Regions from separate parts of the Sus scrofa genome. Here region 1 is linked to region 2. The links are chromatin contacts, called in public HiChIP or PLAC-seq maps. All regions are on one chromosome and are shown on one strand. The core of a region is the stretch at or near the end of the contact, and the rest is flanking DNA. Distances in the headings are between cores, read along the strand shown.

Evidence for each region. HiChIP or PLAC-seq counts read pairs in DNA pulled down with a chosen protein or histone mark.
Region 1: a contact with region 2 is called in an H3K27ac HiChIP or PLAC-seq map of skeletal muscle. The contact joins two enhancer-like sites. A contact is called at or near these places in 1 of 47 Hi-C or Micro-C datasets (embryonic fibroblasts) and 1 of 2 datasets of contacts at active chromatin or transcription factors (skeletal muscle).

What each region holds. Positions count from the first base shown.
Region 1 is chr3:97,172,447-97,176,583 of Sscrofa11.1, forward strand. The region is part of intron 38 of THADA (thyroid adenoma-associated protein); the gene reads left to right. Among named protein-coding and RNA genes, the nearest start is that of ZFP36L2, 26 kb to the right of the region's middle. Within about 2 kb of position 1,820, at least 9 of the 83 cell types and tissues checked have an H3K27ac peak or open chromatin away from gene starts, as enhancers often do. A contact at or near this core is called in skeletal muscle, where this site is marked.
Region 2 is chr3:97,418,052-97,422,300 of Sscrofa11.1, forward strand. LOC106509843 (a long non-coding RNA gene) reads right to left here. Exons shown (of 8, transcript XR_002342750.1): 6 at 1,093-2,482. Among named protein-coding and RNA genes, the nearest start is that of TRNAI-UAU, 150 kb to the right of the region's middle. Within about 2 kb of position 2,235, at least 25 of the 83 cell types and tissues checked have an H3K27ac peak or open chromatin away from gene starts, as enhancers often do. A contact at or near this core is called in skeletal muscle, where this site is marked.

The sequences.
Region 1 (4,137 bases), core at 570-3,069, 250 kb before region 2:
ACAGTACACATATGAAAAAAAAAAAATGCTCATGCTGACTTATAATAAAGAAATGCCAACTAGAGCGACAAGTACCCTGGCATTTTCCAGATATCTTACTGACAAAGGATAAAAAGATGGCTCTTACCCAGGATTGCTAAGGCTGTGAAGGAACAGACATGATATAGCTGGTGAAACTGTAAATTGGTACTTTTTTAATTTTTTATTTATTTATCTATGTTTGCTTTTTAGGGCCACACCCGCTGCCATAAGCTGTGGTGTAGGTCGCAGCCATGGCTCGAATCTGCCGTTGCTGTGGCTGTGGTGTAGGCCAGCAGCTGTAGCTCCGATTCGACCCCTAGCCTGGGAACCTCCATATGCTGAGGGTGTGGCCCTAAAAAAACCAAAAGACAAAAGTAAAATAAAATAAAAATAAAAAAGCAGTGGAGGTCAGCATTCCTTTAGCACCCTAGATCATGGACCATGTTCCATCTTGGCTTTACTTGTTCCTTAGTGTTCTGCAAGCTTGCTCTCCACGTCAGATCCTCCAGAATCTTCCAGAATCTTCAGGAGCCCTACACAGGCCAGGTTACCCACAATCCCAATATAACTCTGTAGTCAACTCTTTCTCTCTCTGACCCTTGGCTGGGAGAGGGGCCAGCAGTCTCCGCCGTACTCAGGGAGAGGCGCAGGAAGCCGACCCCTCAAGGAGGAGAGAACGTGAAGCTTGATATCCCCCAGTTGCTGATTAGCATCCTGCCTCCTCACAAGTCTCTGTGCTGCTTCACCTCCCGTGTCCAAAAGTGACCATCCACTTGATTCCACCCCCCACCCCCACCCTCAGTGTAAATACTGGCCTGGTCACTGCGTTCTGGTTCAAAGAATGGTTTGGCCTCCAGCGCAAGGCTGCCAGATTTAGCGAAGAAAAATACAGGACACCCAGTTAAATTTGAATTTCAGATAAACCACGAATAACGTCTTTGTGGAAGTATGCCCCATGCACTGTTTGGGACGTGTGTATCCTACAACGGCATTCATTGTTTACCTAAAATTCTAATTTAATTGGGCATCCTCGGTTTAATTCAACAATTTTTCTCTCATGGGCTTCTGTGAGTCCCCATTCCAAGGGGGGCATCTGAAAGTTTAAGGATAAAGATCAGTAAGGAGGAGTTCCCATTGTGGCTCGGCGGATACGAATCTGACTGGGATCCATGAGGACGCAGGTTCGATCCCTGGCCTCGCTCAGTGGGTTAAGGATTCGGCGTTGGTGTAGGTCACAGATGTGGCTTGGATCCTGCGTTGCTGTAGCTGTGGCATCGGCCCGAGGCTACAGCTCCCATTCGACCCCTAGCCTGGGAACCTCCATATGCCGCAGGTGTGGCCCTAAAAAGACAACAACAACAAAAAAGATCCAGGAGTCATAAGTAATAGTTACTGACTGATACGCATTGCCCAGAGCCCTGCAAGTCACCTCACCCCAGAACCTTCTGAACGCTCCCCTTTCTGTGCCTCCTCCCTTGTCGCACGTGCTTCTGAGCTTGGGCCTCACTTCCTCCCCCCCGATCTTCCTCTCCTTGAGTCTGTGGCTTTCCCCTGCCCTCACCTCTCCTCCTCCTGTTCCCTTACTCGGCTCTCACTGGTCCAGAACATGTAATTAAAGTTTACATATTTGAGTGTCGGTTGTACTTACTAAATAAGGTTTTACGTTCCTTGCTGTATTTTAAATAGCAGGGGAATTTAACTTCGTGCGTGTTTCATTTTCCTTTTATTGATAGGTAGTCTTACATTTATTTTTAGCTACGTGACTCATTGACCTTCACCTTGGGTGGGAAGAAAGGTCTCCCGTTTCCGGAATGAGCTCATCTGCATCTTCCTGAGACCGATGCAAACAAGAAGGAGGAGATAGAATAGATCGAAATGGGGGGACAAAAAGGGGATCCTGCGAGGTCGACCCATTCCTGGGAGGAGGCTCAGAAATGTCCCATACTGCCCACAGCGAGCCTTTTGGGGTCGGGCCCAGCGGCCCAGGGTGGGGTACCCCTCTCTCCTCTTTGGGATGATCACCTGACTCTTCCCCAGCCTCCAACAGACAGTGAAGGGCATGGCTGGGGCTAATTGCTAGGGTTCCCCCCTGGCCTTCTGCTTCCATTCTCTGCCTCTCCCAGTGGGAGCTGACACTTGAAGGAAACCATTCTGGCTCCCTCCCCGGTACAAGTGGGCTCTGGACATTCTCTGTACCCCCTCTGCATTAGAACCCCTGGTTTCTACCTGCTGCCCTGAGACTCTGATTTCTTCTCACTCATTCTCCCCCTGCCTTTCTTTCTCCATCCCCGTTGTCTGCCCACCCACGGAGGAGCTGCTTCCCCATCAGGGAAGGAGCCCTTTGACGGGCAGTGCTGACTTGAGAGCGAGCAGGGATCTGGGCATCGCAGAGCCACCTCCCTCCTGAACTAGTTGGCCCTCTTCTCTTGGCCTCAGTGTTGTCATCTGTACAGTGGGGATGATCACCCGTCTCACCTGCCTCGCAGCTGCATTAAAATATCAACGAAAACAGGAGTTCCTGTCATGGCACAGTGGTTAGGAACCATGAGGAACCATGAGGTTTCGGATTCGATCCCTGGCCTTGCTCAGTGGGTTAAGGATCTGGCGTGGCCATGAGCTGTGGTGTAGGTTGCAGACGCGGCTCGGATCTGGCGTTGCTGTGGCTGTGGCGTAGACTGGTGGCTACGGCTCCAATTAGACCCCTAGCCTGGGAACCTCCATATGCTGCAGGAGCAGCCCTGGAAAAAAGCAAAAAAAAAAAGAAAGAAAGAAACTTGCTCTTTGTCATAGAGTCCTTTTCATGCCCCCGGCTTAGAGAACCTTCCCGCTTGGTCTTACAGGCCTCTTTTAACTCCTTCTACAGGAGATCCATGAACAGCTGGGTGTTCTGCCCCATCTCTCTTTTCTGGCAGGGAGAACCCGAAGGAGGCTGAAGGAGTAGCTCTGTCCTCCTTGACATCCCAGCCTATGTTTCCGTAGAAGGGAGTGTGGCCTCTGCCAAAAGCTTGGCCTCACAGTTCGTGACCGAGTTGAGGTATCGTCTTCACTTTGCGGGGGAGGCAGCTACCTGAGTTTGAGGTCAGCACAGGCCAGATGGCTGGAGCTACCCAAAGACTCCTGGGCCGGATCGCTCAGCTTTCATGGGAATAAGACGGCAAAGCCTCCCCCAGCTGGAAGCCAGATCCTGAGGGTGGGGGGGTGCGGGGCAAGATCTCAGGCTTCCCAGAACGCGTGGGAAGCGGAAGATTCGAGGCCACAGCATTCCGACTCTGATACTTGGACAGAGCTGGTCGGTCCCCTTGGTTACAGCCGTGCGGGGCCTGGGCGCCACGGTTACCCTGCTCACCTTGCAGGGCTGTTCACGTCCTCACCTTCGAAGCCGCCCCACCTCTGGGGAAACAATGAAAATCAGCCACACCCGTGGAAATTCATGTCGGGGAGAGAAGGCAGGGGCAGATCAAAGCCTCTGTAACCCAAGAATTCCTCAGCAGCTCGGAGTCCCTTAATAATTATGGTTTGGAGATTTGCCAGAAAGCAAAACCACTTACATGCCATGTTTAACAATGAACAGTTTTCTGTGTTCAGAATAGTCGCTGTGCAGAGCAAATAGGCACCTTGAACAAAGGGTAGGATATTTATATTTGTATATAAAATAACCCGCACTACCTTAAACCAAAGCGTGTCTGCAGGGAAGAATGTGGCACTTCCCTCTGTACTGGTACCTGTTTTATGAGTAAATTGGAGAGTGTAGCCTGCCTCCATCCCCACCTTCGTGCATTAAAAACAAAAGCATTTGTTTAATCCAGCATTTTCCAGACTTATTTAATAGATTCCCCCCCCCACTTTGGTTGGTTTTTGGAGTTTAGAGTTTTCTGTTTTAAGTATCTACGAACATTGACCAGCTATAATGGAAAAAAATAAAAATCGTTAAAATAGATAATCCACTAGCACCTACTGTATAGCAGAGGGACCTCTACTTAATATTTTGTAACAACTTGTAAGGGAAGAGAATCTTAGAGTATGTTATCACTTATATGCATAAAGCATATATGTTATGTACCCAAAAAAGTATCTGTCAACATTCCCAGCATCTCAAGGGAAACTTTTTGGGAAATG
Region 2 (4,249 bases), core at 985-3,484:
CAGCACCTTGGCAGGCAGGTCTGGGAATCAGATCTGCCAGTCCCGGTCACACATTCAGATGAACACAGCCCAGGCCAACATCTTGACTGTTAACCTCAGACAGACCCTGAGCCAGAAACCCCCCTGCTAAGCTGTTTCCAAATTCCAGATCCACAGGAAGCGTGTGAGATAATACATATTTATTTCAGCTAAATTTTGGATTAACTTACTATGCAGCAATAGGTAATTAATACAGATTTAATGATTTTATGATTCTCAATTCCTGGCCAGATCAAAACACACGTGAGCTTCAAGGAAAGGTCTGACGATTGGAATTGAAAATATACAGTTGCCCCAGCAAACGTGTACAGACATAATTGTGGGAGGGCTAAAGATCACACACACACACCTACCCAGATGGGTCAAATCAGTATTGTTCTTACTTTTTCTTATACTCTTCTCATCGTGATCTGATAATTCCTACTACTGACGGGCAAAAAGAAAACAAACAAAAAGAAAGCATTAAATTGCCCCTTAGACATAGCTCCATTTCTGTATGATTAACTCAGTCTCTTTTGAGTAAAATTGCTCAGTATTCCAAGGTTTTCTCACCCTTCCGCCTTCTCCCAGCCAAGATAATTTCCTGGTGCAGAGAGATGTTCATGGGCCTCACGGTGGTGGGACAAGAGGGTTGAAGGTCTGAGTGGAGTCCCCTGCATTCTTACACACACACACACACACACACACACACACACACACGCAGGACAGAGATGGTTCTGGTCCCTGGGGCTTGCTGGTGGGGTAGGGGCAGGAAGAGGTGAAGCCAAAGTGCATGGTCCCTGCACATAGCTGGTGAGGCAGATCTTGGCTCTGCGGCCCCTGGGACCTAGGACTACCTGGCTGCATTCTCACTAGAACGAGCAGCGTTGCATGAAGCCACTTCCCAGACTCCCTTCCTCAGCCATTCCAAACCACCTCCTGATTGGCACCATATTGTGCTGGCACCATCTTGCATCGCTGGTTTGCTAGGGAGGGGGTGTCATTAAAATTTCTCCCCACTGCAATCTGAGTCAAGTCCCACCCACCCCCTTGCTGTGAGATCTCCCCTCAGACCTGACTGGGTTTCTCCCACACGAGCCTCTGAGGTTGAAGGTTAAGGGGCTGCCCTTTTTGCTTCTCATGTTCTCTCTTCCTTAGGCCCCCCTTTTCTGGTCCCATTGCCATCAGCAGCAGCTTCTCTACATCATGTCCGCTTCACCCCCTGCTTGAGGTCTTGCTTCGAATTCACCCCTCCAACTTCATTGGGCCATACGCCTCAGCGGGAAGGGCTGCAGGAAAACAGGAATCACGGGGAGATGAAAACACATAACTTTACATATCTGCATGCAGAGACCCACGGACAATGGATACCAAGAGCCCTGCCTATCCAGGCCCCTCTGCCCGCAGACACCGTGGGGTGAAGTGGGACCAGCCCAGGGATTCCTCCGTGCTGCCCTAGGAGGATCCCCTCCTGGATCCCTCCTCTTTACCCTCAAGAATGTTTTTCTCACTGTATCTCTCAAAGGCCTTGGGAAAGAGGCAAAGAGGAGGGAAATATACCTCTATTCAGATCTTACTAAAGGTAAAAATCTGGAGATGCCTTTTAGCTGGTGGCCTTCCACAGCTTAAATGCCACCTGTCCCTTGAGGCTTCTGGACCCAAGTCCCCTCCGCTGAGCTCCAGACTCCAACATTGGCTGCTCTGGGGCTTGGCTGTCTGATCCCCCAGCGGATCCTCCAATTCAGCCGGCCCCCACATGACTCATTCTCTTCCTCAAAACAGCCTGCTCCTCTTTCCCCAAACCCACACGGCCCTGATCCTCTCTTCTCCCTAAACGGTTCTCATGCCTCCTTCCCTCTCTCCCACTGCCCCGGGTCAGCCCTCATTTTCTGCTTCCCCTCTGGGTTTTCCCTGCCACCTCCCCCCAGGCCGTTCATGGTGACCACGGGACTTTTCTTAATAGCAAGTTTTAGGTCTTAAGCACCACCGGCCCCCAGGCTTAAAATTCTTCCTGAACTCCCTGGCGCCCAGAGGACAACACCCTTGGCAGAGCGGCGAGCTCCTTCCCCATCTGGCCTCCCCTGACCCTTCTGCTCTGATGTGATGCTGCTTCATAGGTCCCCAAACAGGCCTGGCTCCCTCTCAATGGGGCCCCGGCACACCGGTGTTGGAATGTTCTCACCCTCTTGAGTGCCTGCTGAACTGCTCATTTTTCAAAATCCTGCCTGAGTCACATCCCCTGGGAAAGCGGCCTTGGAGTGAATCACGCCCTCCTCCACGTTCCCCGTTACTGTGGTACCTGATTCAGGTTTCTCCGGGGGCCCCTCCCATCCTTCGCCGTGCAGCCTGGCTGCAGCACTGTCACCTCCTACCTGGATTGTGGTAGGTGCCTTCTGACCGGTCCCCCAGCCCTTTGCCCTCACCCTTTCCAGGCTACTGTGGATACAACAGCTCACACGGTCCTCTGAAAAAAAAAAAAAAAAAAAAAAAAAAACAGTCAACACACATCTCTCTGCTCAAAACCCTCCAGCACCTCCCATCTCACCATAAAAGCTAAAACCCTATAGCAGCCTCTCAGATCCTCCTGGCATGGTCTTCCTTATCTCTGGACCCTCATTCCTGCTTCTCTTTCCCTCTCTACCCCAGACTCACTGGCTTCCTTGCTGCTCCTGAATATCGCAGTCCCCCTCCTGCCCCTGGGCCTTTGCACGTACCCCAAAAAACCATTCTCATCTCTGCTATCAGCTTCAATTCTTTGTTCCTGTCTCACCTTCTCAGGGAAGCCTGACCTCCTGGGCCCTGTGAACACAGCGACCAACCCACACCTCCTGATCCTCCTCACCTGCTCCACTTTCCTTTCTTATAACACTTTTCACTTTCTAAACATATTATTCACCTGATTTTTTTTTTTTGTCTTTTTGTCTTTTCTAGGGCCACACCCATGGCATATGGAGGTTCCAGGCTAGGGGTCTAATCAGAGCTGTAGCCGCCGGCCTACACCACAGCAACATGGGATCGGAGCCGTGTCTGTGACCTATACCACAGCTCACGGCAACGCCGGATCCTTGACCCACTGAACAAGGCCAGGGATCAAACCCACAACCTCATGGTTCCTAGTCGGATTTGTGAACCACTGAGCCACAACGAGAACTTATTTTTTTATTTTTATAGCCTGTCTGCTCTTCCAAAACTATTTTGTTTACGGAGAGATCCTATGAGCCTAGAATAGTGCAGACATGTGGTATACACTCAATAATAACTGAAGCAATCAAGCAAGCAAGCAGTCAATCAAAGCTATTTCTTGGTGGGCTCCCCAGAAGTCAGTGAAGTCCTAGAGGTGGAATCCATGCTCAGTCACCTCTGGATCCTCAGGGCTTAGCCCACTGCCCTGGCCACCATGGGTGTACAAGAACCAGTGAATGAATGAATGAATGGATAGATGAATGAATGAATGAAGGGGGCCCTGCCCTTTTGCCTGAGGAAGAAAAGCAGGGGCCTGAGCAGATAGTCCACACAAATGATACCACTGCCCGTTGGTTCCTGGGCTCCTCCTGTGCCAGGATCGCCAACATCTTCCTCCAGAGTCCCACCTTAGCCCTTTTCCCTTGGGTCCCTGCCCTGCTGGCTGTTTGTTAGAGTGAGTTGATCCGTTACTCTGCATTCAGGTAAGCCTGCCTGCATACTGCCTAAGACCGGAGGCTTTTCTGGAAAGTTATGCACTGCAGCCCGGGACAGTCCCTTAACCAAAGGATTGGAGCAAAGCGGTGATTCACCAGGTGTGATATGAGGCCACAAAAGCACAGGGGCCTGTACAGGGTGCCTCGGCCTTCCTTGGTATGCTCCTGAGGACAGGGACTTCATGCTGGGCTTAGCCCTGGTTTGAGGAGCCAAAATGAAACCCCCCATAGCGAGTGGGAGCGAGAAGGTAGGACATCCCGGGCCCTGCTCTCCGCTGACCCCTCCTGTCTCCCGTTCCTGCCGAGATCTCAGGCAGTAAGGGGTGGGGGGGAGGCTTGGATCCCCAGGCCCCGGGATGGACCTCCCGACGACGACGTGGGCCTTGGGGGTTTCAGGCTGTTTTTGTAACCACGGTCACGTGTTCCTCTGTGTAACCTGAGCTCCCTGACACGGCATGAGTCTGCACCCCAGCTCCCGGACCACATCTGCTTCTCATTTCCGTCCCAGGAAAATGGCCCAATTTCCATGAGTCGCTGGCCCAAGCCAAGCCTGG